Regions from separate parts of the Rattus norvegicus genome. Here region 1 is linked to region 2. A link is a contact called in public Hi-C data. All regions are on one chromosome and are shown on one strand. Each heading gives the region's core, a stretch centred on a gene start, on an enhancer-like site or on the middle of the called end of the contact. The rest is flanking DNA. Distances are from core to core; before and after follow the strand shown.

What was found. Hi-C and Micro-C count contacts between places; a contact is called where the count stands out from the background.
Region 1: a Hi-C map of kidney shows a contact between it and region 2, with 5 times the contacts expected there. The contact joins the promoter of Cep68 here to the enhancer-like site in region 2. A contact is called at or near these places in 2 of 12 Hi-C or Micro-C datasets (kidney and mammary epithelial cells).

What each region holds. Positions count from the first base shown.
Region 1 is chr14:98,669,100-98,674,949 of GRCr8, forward strand. Cep68 (centrosomal protein 68) reads right to left here and starts at 2,769. Exons shown (of 7, transcript NM_001427307.1): 1 at 2,656-2,769.
Region 2 is chr14:98,565,300-98,571,807 of GRCr8, forward strand. No RefSeq gene overlaps it. Among named protein-coding and RNA genes, the nearest start is that of Actr2, 33 kb to the left of the region's middle. Within about 2 kb of position 2,877, at least 6 of the 93 cell types and tissues checked have an H3K27ac peak or open chromatin away from gene starts, as enhancers often do. A contact at or near this core is called in kidney, where this site is marked.

The DNA of each region.
Region 1 (5,850 bases), core at 1,519-4,018, 100 kb after region 2:
AATGAAGCCTCACCGGACTCACAGGTCCAGAGAGAAACGCCATAACACACCCAGCGGCAGATCGTGTCTAGTAAGCGAGGAAGAGGAAAGGTGTGAGCAGGGCATGGAGCTCAACAGGATATGTGGCTTCACGGCTTCTGGGAGCGGGCAGCACAGTGGAGGCCAAGCTAGGCAGGACGGTAACACACAAGGGGTAAATTCATAATGACAAAAGGGAAGACAGGCTTGAGATGGCCGAAACTAGCTGTATGCAGGGTGGGTATCAGGAAAACTGTGGTCAGCTTTTAGAAAAGGAGAGAAAATGCTCTCATAAACTGTCCTGTCCCTACCACACGCATGTGTGCTGCCTCTGACCTCCACACAAGTAACTGCTTCACGTGGTGGGGATCCCTGAGGAGAACTGTGGTGAAGGACAGATATGATCAGCACACTGCATACAGGTATGCAATTTTCCTATGCACATGTATGCTGTACCTACAGAAGCCAGAAGAGGGGTGGACCCCCTGGGACTGGAGTTGCGGACAATTGTAGTGGCCATGTGGGTGTCAGGCACTGAGACTGGGTCCTATAGAAGAACAGCAGCCAGTGCACGTAACTTCTAAGCCATCTCTCCAGCCCCCATATGAAAGGTTCAAGAATTAAAATTTTTAAAAAGTTTCAACCTTGTGGTCCTAGTGGCCCTGTGGGTGGATGGTGGTGGTGTATTGGTGCTGCCCTGACAGCGGTAGGCAGTGGGGGCCAGGGCCTGGTACATACTTCCAGACCCTCTTCCTGCCACAACAGGGTAAGGACTTTAAATCTATGAATACTTTCCCAGGTCACAGCAGCCTTCACAAAGGGCTCAAGAATGAAAGGACAGGGAAGGATGGCCAGCCAGAAATGGAGAAAGAAACGGGACAGTACTGGGGAGAGGGAACAAGTCATGTGGCAGAAGGTAGATAAGTATAAACGGGTTAATTTAAGTTATAGGAGATAGTTGGAAACAAGCCTAACCTAAGGCTAAGTTTTCAAAACTAATAAAAGATCTCTTTATCATTACTTGGGCGGCTGGCAGGTCGAGGCAGTTCGGTGATAATTTGGTTTTCAAATGCCAACTTACATTCTAGATTTATTTTAATTTGCTGTGCTGGATTATCTTTTTTGTATATACCAGAATTTGGTTTGATATTTAGTTGATTTTTTTTTCCACTTAAATTACGAGAAACCGGTGTGAAGCTTTCTTTTCTCATGTCATACTTGTCAAATGTTGATATTGGTATTGCAGTGTTTCATTAAACAATTTGGTAAGTTAAAAAAAATGAAAGGACAGAGACAGTGAAGAAGCAAGAATTATACAGATGCTTGGTACTGGTACTTGAGCGGGGGCAAGACGAGACAGGGTCTCTGTGTTATATAGCTCTGGCTATCCTGGACACACTATGTAGGCCAGGCTTGCCTGAGTCTCGGTGATGCACCTGCCTCTCTTTTCTAAGCACTCCAGTAGGTCTTTTCAAGTACCTCTTTTTATCTTAGGTGTTTTAGGGATTTGCACTATTCCTCTACCTATCCATTTCTTTTTTTTTCCTCGTCGTGCTGGGGCCTAAATTCCACTTTATAGATGAGAAAACTAAGGCACAGAGAAGTGAACTTATCCTAAATTAGTAGTGTGGAAGGGACTGACGTCTGATTCAATTCCGAGAGCACAGCTGCTTCCCTAACCTGTAAAAATAATCCAACAATTTAAAGGCTTTTAAAGGTCCCGGTTTCCTCAACTTTTGGCTTAACTTGTTCTTGTTTTCTTTTGGCTTCCTTCCCTTACAGACCTTTCATCCTGTTAGGGGATGGGGAAACCACCTCAGTGCCAACAGAAGCCCATAAAGGCCGCCCAGAGAAGGGTATGTTTTTCAGTTGTGGGGACAGGGAAAAACTTTTAAAAAAGGTTTCGTGATGATGTGAAGCTGGGTTCCTTACACTGTTCCTAAGGGATCCAGATTTAACCCAGTCCGCTGGGGAGAACAGGAGGAGTGGTGGCTTGTATTTTAACCAAGCCCGAACCATAAAGTGTCGCAAGTTGTATACCAGACTACCTCTTTCCGTGTCTAAACCTCATCAATTCCAAGTGAGGTCTACTCTGCTCGGGCATTGGCAGTTTTTCGCTTCCTTTTTTTTTTTTTTAATAATAAACAACGCACTGAATAAAACATGGTAATCATAAAATTACTAAGTTTGGGGCATGTGCCCCGGGGCTGTGGAGACTGGCTAACAGGTGACAAGGGTAGATCTTAGAGATAACCAGTGAGACGCTTTGCTTTCCTCCTCGGATGCGTTCACTGTGCCAGGGGAAGCAGCGGCCACCCGGACGCGAGTCGCTGTGACCCGCTGATTCCCCACGACCAAGGTCGACGCGCGCACAGCTGCATGGCTGCCAGAGGTGCGGCCCCACGCGCTCTGCAGGCCGCGCCGGTCCTCCACAGCCTGCCTTTTCGCTCCCCTCCACCCCGCACGGCCCGCAAGATGGAGGCGAAGGCGCGAGGCGCCCCCACTGCGGCCAGCCTTTGTGCCCTCCGGGCCGCGGGCCTCCAACAGGGTCCCCCAACGCGCAGCCCCAGGCACGCGGGGAATGCCCGGTCTCGAGTCTCGGCGCAGCGACACTCGCGCCCGCCACAGCCTTTTTACCTCACTCCGCGCCGCCGCACGTCCCAAGCGGCTGGGATAGCTGGGCCGGGGTCCCAAGCAGCGACGACGGGCCTCCTGCGGGCGCCCGCACTCCTGGGGCTGGGAGGGCCCAGCGCCCGCCACGCCCTCCGCCCGTGCCGCTTCTCCGTGGAGGACGCCCGAAGAAGCAGCCAATCCAGACCCTCGGTTCGGATGCTTCACTAATCCGCAGCCCGCTTCTGCATGAGAGCCCGCCCCCTGCAGGGCCCTGGCCTATGGGAAGCCGGAGCTCCTTTCTCCGCTGCTTCGACGCGCGGGCGGGGTGGGTGTTCGCGGTCCTGGCGCCCACGCGGACTGGCGCGGGTAGCAGGGCGCGCTCTTGGCGGATAGGGGGCCACTGTGGGTTCAGGCTTGTGTTTGGGCGGACGTGCTCTCCGCCGCAGGGAGGGTGGTTCCAGGCCTGGTGCTCCCCCTTTTACGTTGTGTGGAAACCCCAAAGGCATGCTCGAAGCAAGGGCGGGAGGCGGGCGAGGACCAGGATTGGGTTGAGCATCCCTCTGCCGGTCATCACCATTCGGAGCCTCTGAGTCGCAGGAGGCCCAGACTGTCAACACCAATAGTTGGAGAAGGGACTTCCATAGTGGCCTGGGCCTGTGCGGTTACAGAAGGAGCTGGACTGATCCTAACACGACAGAGTCCAACTTAAGGATCACAAACTTGACTGCCAGGCTGGCCTGGTCAAGGGGCTTCTCCTGCCTCAGCCTCCCCAGTGTAGGGAGTACAGGCAAGCTCTATCATGACCAGCTTTTTATTTGGCTTTTTTTTTTTTTTTTGTGAGAGTAAGTTTCACCGTATCCCAGGCTGATTTTGAACTCCCGATCTTCTGTCTCTGTCTTCCAAGTACTGGGTGTTTTAAAGTGAAAGTGTATTGTTATATACAAGGCCTTTAGTTCCCTCTTCAACCCAGAAGGAAAAAGTTAAAAAGGAATTCAGAACTGAAATATGTCGAATGGGAAGTTAGCATTTACCAGTGTGTATCCAGTTACTTGTTTAAGGGGGGAAAAAAAATAAAGGACTTAAACGAAGTCGTTTAGCAGTCAATACTGTAAACGCGATTGAGCATCTGGATGGTCTCAACAAGGTGTGTTCTGTACTCTTCTTTGATCTTGGCCCACCGTCCTTCTGTAAATGTTCCTGCTCAGTAGGAAGGGCATCCTGAAACCCAGAAGTTCAGGAAACACAGTTCAGAGAGGAAGCCTCCTCAGCAGAGGCGGTGCAGCTCCCAAGGGAGAGTATCTCCAGCTGAGCTGAGGAACTCAGGAGCCTCAGCCCCGCTCCAGTTCTTCAGTTCCTTCTCCATTGCTTCTTGGCTTCTTTTGACCAGAGAGTCCCACCAGGTAGCAAATCTCAAAAAAGATTTATTGGATGGTCCAGGATGTAGAGAGTGTCCGCCTCTGACAGGAGCAGACAGCAGGGGATGAAAAAAAAAAAAAAAAAAAAAAAAAAAGAGAGCAGGGCTTATATAGGATTTCTTAGAGGGTGGAGCTTTTTAGGAGAGAGATTTCCAGATTAACGATTGGTGAGATTTCAAGTCGGAGCTTGGGGAGCTAAGGGATTGGTGGTTTTTTGTGTCAGGGATTAGTATGTTTTTGTTCGAAGCTCAGGGATTGGCCAGTTTTCTGCTCAGGGATTGGTGCTTTTTTCCCCCACCCCCTTTTCCTTGCACTGGGTCTATCTATGGGTTGGGATGGGAAGTCCTTCTCAGCCACAGGCTGCTTAGGCTGGGGCACCATCACTGCTGAGCTGCTTGGGGAGGCTGGGGGAGGCTGGAGAAGGTGTTATCATTGTCAACAGCTCCTGCTGTGGTATTTCGGGAAGGCCGTAAGCTGAGGTGGGAAGTGCTGCCAGCTCCTGTAGGGTACCTCCTGCAGGCTGAGGAGATGTAGCTGTTTTGACAGTTGCTGTTTTTGGATAACTCCTGTGGTGGTGTTTTACAGCGGCAGGCTGGCGCCAACACTTTGACAGATCTTGCACTGCTCAGGGACTATACCACCTTCTTCTCACCTACCCTATAGGCTCCTCCTCCCCTCCCTTCCCCCTCCTTCCCCCTCCCTTCCCCCTCCTCTCCCTCCCTTCTCCTCCTCCTTCCCACTCCCACTCCTTATTGAGACAAGGTCTCGTATATCTTAGGCTAGACAGGAATAACTGATCGTCTGAGGTCCTCTTGCTGGGATTGGAGATCCATGCCACCACACCTGGTTGATGTGCAGGGACAGTTAACCCAGAGCCTGGTGCATGCTCAGAAAGTGGTCAAACAACTGAGCTGCGTCACATCACCAGACCCCTCAGCGTTTTAATCCTTGGCGTAGAAAAGAACCTATATAGTTTCATTTGTTGTCTTAATAAGGCAAGTTGATTTTTCTAAGCCTTTCAGACATTACTTCAGAGTATGATAGTGACCAGGATTTACACATGATCACAACCAAAACAGTAAAGTGTACCAGTGAATGAGACTTTAACATTCTCCAAAACAGGAAGCTGCCATTTCTAGTGAGACATTTATTCCTACACCATATCCGTCTTAATCCCTTACTTCTGTTTTATTCATTGATGCTTTCCGAATATAGGTACAGATAGTATTTTGCATTATCCTCTAAGTCTTTTAAAGTTTTATTTTTTATGACATTTATGATTTGTGTGTGAGGGGGGTCACACACCACAGGGGGAATTCAGGTAACAGAGGACAGCTTGTGGGAGTCCATTCTTTCCTTTCACAGTGTGGTCCCATGGATTGAATCCAGGTCATCAGGACTGGAGCAAAGGTCGTCATGGCCAATAAGATGGCAATAGCGTCCGCAGTAGGAATTCTGGCCCTGCAGTCTGCCAGGTTCCTGTGAGGGACATTCTAAAGCCACTTGGGAAAGCACATTAATAAATGACAAATAAAAAGAGAAAGGGAGGGGCTGGGGATTTAGCTCAGTGGTAGAGCGCTTACCTAGGAAGCGCAAGGCCCTGGGTTCGGTCCCCAGCTCCGAAAAAAAGAACCAAAAAAAAAAAAAAAAAAAAAAAGAGAGAGAGAGAAAGGGAGGAAAAGAAGGAGAAACTCCTGCATTCAATATCCTTTCTCCCCCCCCCCCACACACACACGTGGAGTGCTCACGGACTTGAAAGCATAAGATCAGCAGAGTTCTACAGGGAATTCAGCCGTTATCTGTC
Region 2 (6,508 bases), core at 1,627-4,126:
TGGCTGGGGCGACGTGCTCCTGTAATCCCAGTGCTTGAGAGGCTGAGACAGAAGAATTCAGTTCAAGATCAGCCTGGGCTAGTTAATGAACACAAAGCCCACTCAAGGGTACACATTGAGAACTTGACTCAAACAAATAGACACAGTAGCCAGAACAGTGAGTGAATATAGAAGCAAGAGAGAGGTCTCGAGACTACTAGAACACCCTGTATTTTAATTTGGATGATTTCGTTTGTAGTTTGTAATGTTTACACCTTTCCAAAGTGTCATTTAGAGATCTAGTTAAAGTTTCTATATTTCATTACCAATCGTTTATTACGATCATTCCACTAGGAGAGTGAGAACACAATTTATAGAACAGTTTGTGTTCTCTCAGCTTTCCATGGGATGCCTTTTCATCCTGTGATAACATGAGCTGGCATTATTTACAGAGGGTGCCTTACTTGTAAGAACACTGTTCTGAGCCTAAATCTGACAGAAACATTACGAAGTGAAGTGTGACAATGTGGTGCTTTGGATGAGAGTGGGCCCAGTTGGTAGAACTGTTTGGGAAGGATTAGGAAGTACGGCTTGGTTGGAAGAGGTGTGTCACTGGGGGCGGGGCTTTGAGCTTTCTTTTTTTTTTTTTTTTTTTTTTCCGGAGCTGGGGACCGAACCCAGGGCCTTGCGCTTCCTAGGCAAGCGCTCTACCACTGAGCTAAATCCCCAACCCCTGGCTTTGAGCTTTCAAAAGTGTCCTATCATTCCTGGAGTGCTCTCTGTGTCTTGTTTGTGGTTCAGGATGTGATCTCTCAGCTGTTCCTGCTGTTGCCATGCCTTTGCTCCATCATCATGGGGTATAGTCCTTTGAAACTGTAAGCTCAATTAAAATTTTTTATCTGCTGCTTTGGTCGTGGTGTTTTGTTACGATAATAGAAAGGTAACCAAGACGTATGTAGCATAACTCTCTGTCTTTGCTGCCTGTGCCTGCAGTTTCTACAGCTTAGTTTCTTGGGTGTCTACCAGAATTGGCCAGCAGAGGGCAGGGTTGTACAGCACCTGAAAGTGGAGACTTCCGGGAATCCAGACTTTCGTTTTCCAGCGGCTTCTGCAAAAGAGAAGTAACAGTACTTACTTGAACCACAGGGCATCCTCCCTGGTGGGGTGACAGAGTCAAAGGGCAAAATGCTTTCGTTTTGGGTTCCAGCTATGTCGTTACTGCCCTCATGTGAGGACCGTTGCCCTCTGCCCTGTCATCACTCTTAACTGTGATGGTCACAACATAAAACGAAACCTTCTCTACCTTCTTCTTCCTTCCACAACTCAGTGACCCTCCAGCACGTTGCTTTCACCTTTCAGGCCCTCTGCCCAGAGCCTGCTGCCCTCTCTGCCCTGCCAGGCTCTCTTCACCACTGTCTCTTTATGCAGCCCAGAAACAATGTGTCCCTTCAGGAAATTACTTTTGCAAGGGCCTTGAACCCCTTTGCAGACCAGGTCTCACTTGTAGTGTGTTAGCGATCTCCCACTGTCCTTGGGATGAAGTTTAAAGCCCACTGTGAGCCCCTAAGGCTCTGTATAATCTACCTGTGGGTTGGGAGCTCCCCTGTCTCCGTTCTATACAACAGCCTTCAACCCCTGCCTGTTAAGCAGGCAGGGTCTCATGTAGCCAGTGCTGGCCTTGAACTAGCTGTGTGGCTGCAAGATGACCTTGAGCTCCTGATCCTCTGACCTCTACCTCCCAGGTGCTGTGGTAATAAGCACGTCCACACCTAGCACTCCAGTCTTCTGACTATTCCCTCCTCCAGTAACTCATTTCCAACCACGGAATTATTTCATTGCTACTTCATAACTGCATTTTTTCTACTGTTATGAACCATAAAGTAACTATTTTGGAGAGAGAGGTTTGCCAAAGGGGCTTGACCTACAGGCTGAAAAACACTGGTTTAAGTCCACTTACAGTGGCACCCTCTTCCCTAACAGAACGCTTCTTTCTTTCCATGTATAATTTAGAGCATTCCCCGCCTCTGACTACTTGATTATTTAATAAGTGCCTCCTACTTGGGATTGTGCATTTTAATTAACACCAGCTGAGACTGTATCTGATTATTCGTTCTTCTTTTTATGTAATTAGTACCAAGCATCTGCTCGGTAATATAGACCTTAAATATAGACCTTGACGCCATCAAGGCAAGAGTCAGGTATGGTCTTTTTTGTTGCTTTATTTAAAGCGAACTGAATGGCCTGAACCTCTGACCTTCCCATTGCATCTCACTAGGATATGTGCCTGTTCTGGGTCTTCTCCAATGTCCAGTGAGTGGACTGATACAGAAGCGTTCGGGACCAGCAACCAAGTCAGGAAACTGCCTCAGGTGTGACCCGGTGCAAAACACTTCATTTTCCAGCTTCACCCTTTCTATCTCTAAAACGTGAGACTAATATTGCATAACTAATACTACATACATGATTTCACAGATATGTGTGTGCCCATGTGTATACAACTCGAGTGTCCTTAAATACGTCAAAGATATATCCTTAAAACTTCTCGGTTGGGGGGATTTAGCTCAGTGGGTTGGGGATTTAGCTCAGTGGTAGAGCGCTTGCCTGGCAAGTGCAAGGCCCTGGGTTCGGTCCCCAGCTCCGAAAAAAAAAAAAAAAAAAAAGAAAAGAAAAGAAAAAAGAAAAAAAAAAGAAAAAAAAAACTCAGCAGGTTGTGGGCCAATCAAGGTCGTATAGAAAGATTCTGTCTCAAACAACAATAAAAAAAACCAAAACCAAATTCCCAAATTGATAAAACTTTTGTCCTCAAATCCCTCCTGTTCTGGGTGGGTTGGATTCGGTAGCTATGGCAGTTACCAGGAACTGTCCTGATGTCCAGGAGTCAAGCTGTGTGCTAATGCCCTCTCCCACAGGGTAGCACTGGAGAGTACAATTGGAGAGCACTAGAGACAGCTCTATGGTCTTTCCGGTGTGGTGCCTATTAGAATGCAAAGAAATCAATGTCATTTGAAAACCTCTGTGGCAGAAGGAAGTGATGACTTAAAAATAAGACCTGGAGAGAGAAGGCCAGGCTAGGCCATTTCCTTTAGAACTTATTCCTTAGAACAAATGCTGTAATAGCTTCCTACCCTGCAGTCAGTCAATAAGTACACGGGCATGAAACCTATTAAACACGGGAGCGCAGATCTGAATGGTTTTCCTGGGTAACCAGTGTAAATGATTAACAGGTCACAGTTGGTTAGAACAGACTAAAACCCTTTGTTTTACTCTGAGTGATGAGGCTTTCTCTTCTGTCTTTGGTGTCATTCTTTAACATCTGTTAACGGCTGAGGTTATGAATCTGTGGGGATCAGTTATTAATTTACTGTATACATTGAGTCTATCAGATTATGACTCTGCAGGAAAAGTGTTAGAAGTACAAAAAGAGAAGTCTACCTTATTTCACTTATTTTATATGATATGTGTAGGGTGTTTTTCCTGCCTGTATGTCTGACCACATGCATGGAGTCCTCGTGGAGACTAGAAGATGATACTGAGGATCCCCTGGAATTAGAATTACAATCACTGTGGAGTCCTCTAAGAGAGCAGCCAGTGCTCCTAACCACTGGACCACCTCTCCAGCCCTATTCCACTTACAGAATAGTTAACTAGTGTCTGCATGGAACAGAATGCCCAAGAATCCAACGCATTGAGGCCTAGCCTTCCCGTTGTATCCCAGAAACAACCAAGCTACTACTTTTAATGAATGAACGGCTGACTTTGGAGACAATACTAAGGACCAGTGAGTGAGATGGTTCAGCCAGCAAATGTGCTTGTCTGCAAGCCTGGTGACCTGGGACCATCACTAGAACCTTCATGGCTACAGGACCAGCTCCTACAAGTCATCCTCTGACGGCTGCACACTTGCATGCACACACTAAGTAAACAAATGCAGTAATACTTAAAAAAGAAAAACGGGGGTTGGGGATTTAGCTCAGTGGTAGAGCGCTTGCCTAGCAAGCACAAGGCCCTGGGTTCAGTCCTCAGCTCCAACAAAAAAAAAAAAAAAAAAGGAACTGTGCTTTTTGGGGTGTTCCTGTTGCTCCCCAGGGCCAAGGAACCTGACAAAGAGAGAGGAGGAGGAAGGGGTGCTGGAATGGTAGGGGTACTGTAGAACTAGAGTTTTAAAAAGGTTACTCATAGTCAGAGTCCGGATGTGCAGGGCTGGACGTGCCTGAGGGAGAGCCAGAGATAGGACTTGCCAAACCAGCTATCAGCCCCAAGGACATTGATCATCTGTAGCCACCCCCTCCCCTTCCTTCACCCCCCTGAGTGAGATGAGCCACCCTACCTGCCTGCAGAGCTGCTAGAGAGCACGGACTCCTTGCTGATGTAATTTCGCGCCGAAAGTAACTGTGCACCATTTGAATTGACCAATCATGTGTAACCGCGTGAATGCCCCTATATAAACCCCCGAGTTTGGAAGCTCGGGGTCGATTCCTCTGTCTCCTGTGTGGGATACGTATCGACCCAGGATCCCGCTAATAGGGATCTCATTAATAAAAGCTACCTCCTGGTGTTACATCAAGATGGCTACTCGTGATTCCTGGGGGCACCCCATCCCATGATTGGAGTGAGAGACGCAGCTCCCCGTTTACGTTCTTTCAGTACAACCAAGTTTACCACCATAGTGATCGAAAGAGACATCCTGATGATAACATCTGGTCTTCACACATGCCTACAAGATATGTACACATGCATACACAGGCATGTACCCTCATGTGTGCACATGCATGCGCATCCACAAACAGATACACACACACACACACACACACACACACACACACACACACACGAGTTGAAGTGCTATTCTCTGACCACAATGGCAGTCATCTTCAGCAAAGCAGCTGTGAGAAACCCTTCAACTTGGGCCTGTTGACTGTTGCTATTCAGGAGGGGCATGAAAAGGGTAAAGAGACCCTCACCTGGTCTCAGTCACACAGCCCTGGGCCTCCCAGCCATCTGTATATAATCCCACCCCTATCATTCAGGGCCCCATGATAATGGGAGGTGCCCAAGAATGTAGATCACAGAAGGAATTATGACAAAGCCATCATCAGTACTAGGGTAAGAATGGTGGTGGTCTAGCTGTTTGGTCTAGTGCTCCTGTAAGTAACCCCTAACCCGTGCTCTGCAAGTTCTCCACATTGGACTTTGGTAGAATCCTGCTTTTGTTTGTTCTTGGAGTCCAACAAGGAAAAGTAGATATTTAAGTCTCAATGGAGAAAGTTCTAACAACACCCCACAACCAACAACACACAAACAACCAAAAAAAAAAAAGTTATGATACCAATAAGTTATAGGCATTTGAAGTGTAAAACATTAGTTTCTTTTATTTAAATCTGTGGTGGTGGATATTAAATCCTGTCATTGTGAATGCTACACTTTCATTGAGAATGCATTTGCTCTACCACTGTATTATGCCTTTCATCCCTCAGGATAGAAGAAGAATTCTTTTAAGCAGAGTTTCTGCTTTATCTTATGCAGTGTTCTCTGGGCCTCACAAGAATGGCTATAGACATCCCATTTGGGGCTGAACACTCAAAGGTTCTGACTTAAGTTCTCTGACCAGTTACAGGGCTCTGCATTAACTGCTGCCCACAGCCAGAGAAGGTTCTCCAGCTGAAGTCGAGGACTTTCCCATCTGGAAGATGGGCAGGAGTGCCATGAAAGACTGTCTTCTGCACAAGGCTGGCACAAAGACCAGGTCAGTCAAAACCAGCATGGGCCAGCACGGTGGTGCATGCAGATCTCTGTGAATTTGAAGCCAGCTTGGTATGTATACCAAGTTCCAGTCCATCCAGGGCTATGTAGAAAGAACCTGTCTTAAAAATAGGTAGATAGGTAGACAGACACACAGACAGATAAATGGTAGACATCCAAGTCGCTTATAAATTCAAGGAAAGGTACTCAATTTCAGTTCCCAGGTTATCAGGGAAAAGCACATTTAAATTACATATGATATATTAGAAATGTATTAGGATGTAACACATTCCACACTGACCAGAGTGAGTAAAGACAGGAAAAAACATGTTAGTGAGGCAATAAAACAACCAGAATGGCACACATGTGGCAGGCATCTGATCCCCTCTTCTGACCTCCACAACAGTGCACAGGCACACAGGCAAAGGCACACACACACACACACACACACACACACACACACATGCACACACACACACATGCACGCACACAGAGACTTAAATTGTTGTTTTTTTTTTAAATAGGTTTAAAAACAAAATAAAACAAAAAACATTACAAGGCTGGTGGATAGGCTCAGTGGTTAAGAGCACTTGTTCTTGTAGAGGACTCAGGTTCAATTCCCAGAATCCACACGGTAGCTCACAATATCTGTAACTCTAGTACCAGAGATCCTGTGCCCTCTTCTGACCTCTTTGGGCACACACACACACACACACACACACACACACACACACACACACACACAAATGCACAATCACATACACACACAAACACACACAAATGCACAATC